Regions from separate parts of the Canis lupus genome. Here region 2 is linked to region 1. The links are chromatin contacts, called in public Hi-C maps. All regions are on one chromosome and are shown on one strand. Each heading gives the region's core, a stretch centred on a gene start, on an enhancer-like site or on the middle of the called end of the contact. The rest is flanking DNA. Distances are from core to core; before and after follow the strand shown. Region 1 holds the start of SKI (ski oncogene). Region 2 overlaps SKI (ski oncogene).

Region 1 (4,188 bases), core at 973-3,472:
CTCTGAGCACAGGCACCCAGCCCCTCCATCCCCAGCCCCTCCTCTGCTCACCGAGACTCTGACACTCCGCTGGAGGGGCGCCCAGAGAAAACCGGGCGGGAGCATCTATTCACAGATTTAGAAAAAAAAAAAAAGTTTGATGCAGTAGTTGAATTAATTAGGCCTCCTCAGAATAGCTGAGCCAATGCAGCATTCTGTGTATGCAATTTAATAAGCCTGGATATTTAAAAGAAAAGTTACAAATACTTGGGGAGGGGAAGACACCGAGAAGTTGGTGAAGACCCCAATGAGAGGTTTCACCGTCCAGTCGCCCAGGAGCTGCCCAGCCAGATCACACGGATCACATCCTCCGCCTGGCAAACAACAGAGCCTCGGCCAGTGGCCCTCCCCCGCCCTGCAGCATTTGAGAGAGAGGGAGACAAGGAAACGGGCGTGTCCAAAACAAATCGCAGGCCACGAGCTACTCCTACTCAGGGCCCAGGTGCCCGCTGACCAGGCCCCAAGCCCAGGGCCAATCAGCCCTTGCCCCCACATGGGGGACTCTGGGATTCACACCCTGGCAGGCCCAGGGAAACGCACAGAACTGGAGTCACCGAGTCTCGGCCCCCTGCCACTGTGGCCTGGACACCTGGCTGCATTTCTGAGCCTGTCTCCCAAGACTTCAAGGCACAAACCGGCCCTGCCAGGCCCAGTTCTGTCTGCTGAGGACCACTGGCAGGCACCCTTCTGTGTGCGAGCCTAGGGGCCCACCGGGTCTGCACCCCTCCTCACAGTGGCCCGAGGAAGGCCTAGGCCTGAGGCTGCAGCCTGGGCCCGCCCGGATCTCACTTCTCAGTTCTCTGGGGGCAAGAGTGTCTGAGTATTGGAGCCGAGCCTCCCGCCATTCCTAAGCCCATCAGGGCAATGGCTGTGGGCCTTGGGAATGCTTCTCCAGCCACCAGGCCGAACCCCTAGGGCCCCTGTCCCAAGCAAGCTGGCTCATCACAGGGGTCGAGCAAAAGGACCTTCCTACACAGCCACGACTAGGGAGGGACCCAACACAACCCTGAACTTCCTTAAATCAAATCCAAACCCCAAGACAAGCCCCAAGCTGCACACACAGAGCCCCTGGCCCAGGAGGGCCCCCCAGCCTTTCCCCAGGACCCAGCCCTCCCAGCTTCCAGGCCCTGGGGCCCAGAGCACCCAGCGTCCTCCCATGGCCCCAGCCAGCAGGGTCACTCACCCGGGGCACCCGCCGCTTGTACTTGTTGCCATAGTCAAACTTCTCCTTCACGTCGTCCAGGCAGCGGCCAAGGCGTGCCTGCTCCTCCTTGCCCGTGTAGTCCTGGCTCAGCAGGATGTACGCCCGCCAGTTGGCCGAGTCGAATCCCCAGTGGCAGGTCCGGTTCTCCAGCGCCTTGTGCGAGTGCACGACGAACTTGTGCGGGGGGTACATGAGGCGGCAGTCGAGGCACTGGATGCATGCGGCACTCGGGCTGCTGTAGAGCTCGGGCACCAGCAGCCCCTTGCACTTGCCGAAGCACTCGTGGTACACACGCACGCTGCGCTCGCTGAGCTCCAGGCCCAGCGCCAGACTGGCGGCCAGCTCCTTCTTGCAGGGCGGCGGGTAGGCGCCGCCGTATAGCAGCGCGTTGCACAGGCGCTCGGCGTCCGTCTTGGTGATGAGCCCGCACGAGGGCGCCGAGAAGGGCAGGATGCCCATGACTTTGAGGATCTCCAACTGGTCCGCCGTGCAGCGCGAGCAATAGATGTGCAGCTCGTCGCACACCGAGTTGATCTGCTGCAGCGAGAAGTCGCGCAGCACCGAGTTGAGGATCTGCGGCAGGCACAGGCGCTTCTCGCCGCCCACCACGAAGCACGAGATGGTCTCGCCCTCCAGCACGGTCTCGCAGCGCTCAGTGGAGCGGTCGGACGGCATGAAGAAGGGCCCGGGGAGCACGGGCGGCGGCGGCTGGATGGCTGGCAGGTGCAGCACGGGCGGCGGCTCGGCGGCCGCGGGGACCGGCGCCGGAACGGCAGCCGCGCTGGCCTCCTTGGCGCTCTCCTTCTTGTAGGCCTCCTGCGCCCAGCGCGCCGAGAAGGCGGCCGGGCCGCCCAGCGAGCTCATAGAGCTCAGGTGGAACTGCTCCAGCGTCTTCTGCAGCCCCGGGTGCGGCTGGAAGCCGCCGCGGCCGCCCGCCGCCGCCTCCATGGTGCGCTCCGGCTCCCCGGGCCGCTCCCGCTCCCGCGCGCCGGGGCCCCCGCGGCCCCCGCCGCCGCCCCGCGAGCCCCGGCGGCGCCCCCGGCCCCGGCCCCGGCCCCCCCCCGCCGCCGCCGCCGCCGCCGCCGCCGGCTCCCGGCCGATCACGGCCGAGGCCTCGGCCTCGCCCGGGGGCGCGAAGGGGTAGGCGGGCGGGGCGAAGGGGTCCCGCCGCTGGAGCCCGCCGGCGCCCGGGCCCGGCGCCACATCCACGCGCCCCGCGCCGCGCCCGCCGCCGCCGCCGCCGCCCGGGCCCCCCGCGCGCCCCCCGCGCGCCCCCCGGGCCCTAGGCGCGGGGCATGCCCCTGCGCGCGCCGCCAACGCCAACGCCAACGCTCGCGGGCCCGGGGCTCGCGGGGGGCGCGCGGGCAGGTGCCGGCGCCGCGAGGCGCGAATCGCCGCGGCGGCCGAGGCCGAGGGGCCCGGGAGGAGCGGGGGCGCGGGCGCGGGGCCCGCCGGGCCGTCCTCGCGCGGCGCGCCGCCGCCGCCCCGCTCCTCCCACCGCGCGGCGCCCGCCCGGCTCGTCCCGGCGGCGCTGGCCGGCCGCGTCGCGCCCGCCGCCGGCCGCCCCGGCCCGGCCCGCGCCCACCCCGCCGCCGGCGCCCGGCTCCGCGGCCCGCCCGCCCGCCTGCGCGCGGCTTCCGGGGCGGCGGGAGCGCCTGTGGCGGCGGCCCTCAGAGCGCGGCGGCGGCGGCAGCGGCGGCGGCGGCGGCGGCGGCGGCGGCGGCGGAGGCGCGGGGCTCGGCGCACATCCTCCCGGCGGCTCGCTCCGGCTCGGACTGAGCGCGGAGCGCTGAGCTCACGCCGCCGCCCCGCCCCGCGCCGCCCCGCCCCGCCCCGCGCCGCCGCCCCGCCCCTCGCGCCGTCTGGAGCCGCGCGTCCGCCTCAGCCGAGCGCCGGCCAGGAATGCGACCGCCTCCCGGCCTGGCTCTTCCAAGAACGCGCGCTTCCCCCTCCCCCGCCGCCGCCCCGCCCGCGGCTCGGGCCGACTCGGCCGCCTTCGGGCCGGCCCGCCAGGAACTCGGCTCCGCTCGGCCGCGATTCGGCTCCGCTCGGCCCCGCCCGCCCGGGACTCGGCCCCGCTCGGCCCCGCTCGGCGCCGCTCGGCCCCGCTCGGCCCCGCTCGGCCCCGCTCGGCGCCGCTCGGCCCCGCTCGGCGCTGCTCGGCCCCGCCCGCCGGAAGGGCGCTCGGCGGGGGCAGTGGCGGCGCCCGGGGCCCCCCCTTCCGGCCGAGGCCGCTTCCTGCGCGGCTGGGAAGGCGCCCGTGCTGCCGCCGCCGCCGTCGCCGCCGTCACCGCTGCCGGGCCCAGAAACCCACACGCGGCCCCCGCCACAACCGCAGACCCGCGGAGGGGCGGGCAGGACGGCGGCCTGCGCGGCCTCCACCGCACACCTCGCGGATCCGGCAGGACGGGGACCCCACATAGCGCGCGACCCGGGCCTCCTGGAAGGACGAGGACGCCAGTGGGTTCCCACGCGTTAGGACTGACCCTCCCGGGAGCACCCCGCGCAAGCAGACACGATGCACCGTGTCCCAGGGCTCCCCCGCACGTGCAGGCCCCACACGGCCTCCACCCCACGACCCTGCTCCCAGATCCGGCACCCGGGTCCCCGCACACGGATCCTGCACCCTGGTCCCCGAATCCCACCACCCTGCACCTGGGTCCCCACACACAGATCCTGCACCTGGGTCCCCGCACACGGTGTCCCACTGCAGGACTTCTTGCAGCTCAGGGCAGGGCCTTGGTGCCTGAGCTACACAGCTTCAGTCACTGCCACGGCCAAAGGTGGGGAGGGGGCTGGGGACCCTGGCCCCTTCCTGCCACAGACAGGTGGCCTGACTCTTCTGCTGCAGCCCCTCACCCTGGCCGGAGGGCCGCCCTGCTGTGTGCCCTTCCAGGAACTGGCTGTGTCATGGGGGAGACGCCTGAAGTGCAGGGTGGGAGAAG
Region 2 (4,188 bases), core at 904-3,403, 72 kb before region 1:
GCCGTGGGACGGTGGGTGGGGGCCCCGCTACCCTAGCCTGACGCGCGGACCCCGGGGCGCCCACGGGCGGGGCGGGGCGGGGACCCTGACCCGGGCCGTCCCCCTGACCGCTGCCTTCCTGCCTGGGGAAGCAGGTGGCCGGGGAAGGCAGGGGAAGGCAGATGGCCTGCCGGTGACAGGGTCAGTGAAGCGGCCTGGCCACACCCGCCGCCCTCGGTGCCCCTCCCCAGACCCCCAGGGCCTTACTGCCGCTGCTTTGTTCTTAGAAACAGGAAGTTGGGGGTGTGGGCCGCACCTCCACGGGGTCAAGGCCCCCCAAGGCAAGGGCGGTGCACACCCCACCATGCTCCATGCTGGGCCCCCAGTGCCCCAGGGAACCCCTAGTACCAAAGCAGGGAAGGGAAGGAGGGTCCAGGGTCTACCTGGAGGGGCTGAGATGGGGAAGGGGAGTTCACCGGGCACTGGAGGAATGTGAGGGGAGGGCACAGGTGGGGGCCACAGAGGGCCTGGTGGGCACCCTGGCACTTGCCAGTTTGCACGAGCCAACCTGGTTTTCCCAGGCGCACAAGTTTGCAGACACCACAGCAGTTGCCCACAGCCTCCCTGAACACTGCCTACATCCCTGCTCCGCTGCCTTCCCCTGTCCCACCTCTGCCTGGGCCTGGAGCTGGACTCAGGTGTCCTCTGCGGGGAGACCAAGCCCCGATCTCGGGCTTCAGCCTTCCCAAGGCACCCTGTCCCTAGAGGTTTCCAGAATAACCTTCTGTGGCAGGACCAGAGACCTGGGCAAGAGTTTGGGCCCGGCTTCCTGCCAGTAAGGGCTCCTGGGCCAGGCTGGGAACAGGAAGGCTGACCCTGGCCCTGCCAGACACCTGCCTGGCACAGGCCGCTCCACCTGCCCATCCGTACTGCCCCCCGCAGTGGGGCCACCTGCTCCAGTGCTGGGAGCCCCGGCCCCTGCGGCCCCCAGCCCCTGGCACAGGTCTGGGCACAGATGGCCACGCATGTGAGGCCTGCAAGGCTCACGTCATCACTCTGTGGGGGGCAGGAGGGCAGGGGCAGGCAGGCATCCGGGCCCCAAACGTTCTGCCCCCACCCGTCCCAGGGTGGCTTGGCAGTGGGCAGGGCACACCAGAGGGCACAGAGCACACTGGGTTTCTGTGGGGAGGGTTAGGGTCCCCTCCAAGGCCCTGCTTTCACAGTCAGCTGGGGCCAGCACAACCCCCTTCCTGAGGGCACAGTCTTACGGGACCCTCCCAAGGAGCCCTGCCTCCCCACAGGTGGCGGTCACCCTGAGTGCCCGGGCCCCTCGCCAGCAGGGTGTGGGTGTGGGGCCTTGGGGATTTCAGGGACCCCCCCCTGCAGTCGGAGAGCTGCCTCTGCCTGGCCAGCAGGAAGGGGGGACCTGTGTCAGGACAGGTGGAGAGGGAGGGAGAGGGTGCCGGTGGCCAGCAGAGGCAGGTGGGGCTCCAGGCTGGGTGAGTCCAGGACGGGGCTGCTGGCCACAGCCAGGGGTGCGGGTGGTGTGGAGGGCGAGGGACCACGCTGAGCACGGGGGGGGGGGAGGGGCAGGGGAACTGACCCCACGGTCCTCCCCAGGGGCCCAGGGGGGAGGGGCCCTCCCAGCTGTTACTGTAAATGGGCAGGCGGCTTCCTCTTTCCACGGAGGGTGCGCCTGGCATCCGCTGCCCCAGATAAGGGTGCAAGTTCTCGGCCTGCGGTCAGCCCCCCTGACCACAGGGTGCTGGGTGGGGCCTGGGGGGCCAGACTGTGGCTCTGGAGCCAACAGACTGGGAGGAGGGGTGGAGATCCCAAGACCGAGCCAGGCAGGCACAGCTGAGAGCACCAGAGACAGGGCTGTGGCCCTGACTGCTGGTGACAGGCAGAAGTGAAAGCTGGGGGTGGGGGTGGGTCACAGGGCAGGCCCCTGCGTAGGTGCCCAGGAGCAGCCCCTCTAGCCTGTGCTCACCATCCCCGGGGACTTGGAGACGCAGCCTGCAGAGCAGCACCCCCTTGGGGAGGCCCTAGAGCCACCAGCACAGGGAGCAGCCCCTGCCAGGGCTCCATGGGCCGCCGGGCCGCCACGCCACGGGACGGACTCGCAGGACAGACTCGGGGACCCAGACCAGAGCCCGGCCATGCTGGAGAGGCGGGTGGTCCTGAGCTGGGGGACCTGGAGGTGGGGTGAAGAGGAAGGGTGTGGCTAGAAGTACTAGGAAGGGGGCTTTGGGAGGGGCGTCCTCACCAGGGGGCTCCTGTCCTGTCTGGCCTGCATCAGGGTTCCCAGGAACCTTTAAGGATGGGGGGGGGGGAGCGAGCAAGAGTGCGAATGTGCAATAGCGTGTACCCACAACCACTGTGCATGAGCTGGGAGAAAAGGGGGGGCCCACGAGCTAGAAGCTCAAGCAGACCACCGCCAACTGAGCCTACAGCCCAATACGGTCTCCATCCCCCCACCCATGAAGCCACAACCGGAGCCCAGATCCCAAGACTGACCCAGAACAGGCTGAGCCACCCAGGTGCCCCAACCCTCGGGACGTGCTGGCTGGCATCCGGGCCTTTTGAGGTTGCTGCCGGACCAGCTCAAAGGCCCTGGGGCTGAGCACCATCCGGGCCATGGGGCCACCCCTCTCAGGCAGCCCTGCCACCCTGAGAAGCCCTCCTTCAGGCCAGCCTCACCCTTTGTGGCCCTCACACTCAGGGCGGCACGCAGACGTTCAGGGAACCAGGGTGGAGGACAGAACCAAGGGGCCCGGGGGGATGGCAGGAGGACTTGCTCTGGGGGATGCTTGAGGGCCCTCGGTGGCAGCAGCATGGGGACACTCACTTGGTGGGGCTCAGGGCATTGCTGCCCCGTGGGTATTCAAGGTCTTCTGAAAGGTCACGCAAGGTGGGCAGGCTTGGTCATGAGGCTGAGAAAGAGGCGAGTGTTTGGCATCGGCAGGAGTAGGGCCTTAGCTGCCCACTGCTGCAGCCCTCAGCTCACCACTGTGGCTGCAGGGGTGCCTCCGGGACCCCCAATAGGGGACCCCAGAGACAGTGAGGGGTGGCCCTCCCAAGGAGGGCTGGCTGGTGCCCTGGGGTGGAGGTGGTAGGAGGGGGCCCACAACCCAAGTATCCGGCCCTGCTAAGGGAGCAATCTGACTGATGGTGTCCTCCAGCTCCGTGGGAGACCATCCCCAAGAGGGCGGGGAGCCAGGCCCGTTGACACCCTGGTGACAGAGGGGGGCAGACAGCACTGAGGCCTGTGCAGCAGGACGGGGTCAAGTGGGGGCAGTGGCTGGGGCCCTCGTCCCCTGCCCCGGACCCCACCTCTGTCCCAGGCCCTTGGGGGCACCCCATGAGGGTGAGCCCATGAATAGCAGGCAGAGGTGAGGGCAGGCAAGGCTTGGCCTCCTGGTATCTGCTGTCCCCACCCTAGGCCTGACCTGGGCCCAAGGTAGAGCGGGCTCTTCCTGGCCTGGGTGGGGCTGTCGGGACCACAGTGGGCCTTGTGCCCCCTCCCCGGGAGCTGACCTGCACAGGACCTCTGAGGGCCACGGGGAAGCCGGGAGTACATAGCCCCAGGCATCTGGGAGAGATGGCAGCCCAGCCCCTAGCCCAGCAGAGTCCCAGTGCTGCTCCCTGCTCCGATAGGGCACGAGGGGCACCAGCCATCTACCTGGGGGGCAAGTCTCTGGGCTCAAGAGAGGCAGACAGCACCCCAGGCAGAGTGCTGCCTACCTGCGCCCCACTTCACTCAGGGGCCATGGAGACCAAAGGCCCCCCTCCCCAGTCTGGAGGGCAGACACGGTTGGTCCCATCCCCTCCCAGGGCTCAGGCCCAAATGGGGGCCGGGGGGAGGGGCGGCCCTGGGGGGGGGAACCTTGGGGCCCAAGCATGGCTGTCCTAGGCATACTCTCAAAGTCCTTTATTGTACAAGGTCATCTGTCTGGGGGAGGGGCGCCAAAGGACTAACGGGTACACAGCGAAGTAGATAAATATGCCAAGCTTTTTCTTTTTTCTTTTTAAATCAGGCATTTATAAACAAGAAAGCATACATTAATTACATAAAAATAGTTTTCGATAGTAGAGTAAGTCATCATGTTGTCATTAGCAGCAGCAAAGGAGGGAACAGCGGTGCAGACGCTCCTGGCGGATATAAAGGTAGAGCTGTGTTTTTTTCCTTAACTGAAAAAAAATGTCGCT

What was found. A called contact is a pair of places that touch in the nucleus more often than the background predicts.
Region 2: a contact with region 1 is called in a Hi-C map of blood, with 2.1 times the contacts expected there. The contact joins the enhancer-like site here to the promoter of SKI in region 1. A contact is called at or near these places in 3 of 9 Hi-C or Micro-C datasets (all in blood).

Annotation. Positions count from the first base shown.
Region 1 is chr5:57,619,172-57,623,359 of UU_Cfam_GSD_1.0, reverse strand. It overlaps SKI (ski oncogene), which reads right to left and starts at 2,222. Exons shown (of 7, transcript XM_038537690.1): 1 at 1,223-2,222. The coding sequence starts at 2,191.
Region 2 is chr5:57,691,491-57,695,678 of UU_Cfam_GSD_1.0, reverse strand. It overlaps SKI (ski oncogene), which reads right to left. Exons shown (of 7, transcript XM_038537690.1): 7 at 3,974-4,188. Among named protein-coding and RNA genes, the nearest start is that of RER1, 60 kb to the left of the region's middle. Within about 2 kb of position 2,153, at least 4 of the 20 cell types and tissues checked have an H3K27ac peak or open chromatin away from gene starts, as enhancers often do. A contact at or near this core is called in blood, where this site is marked.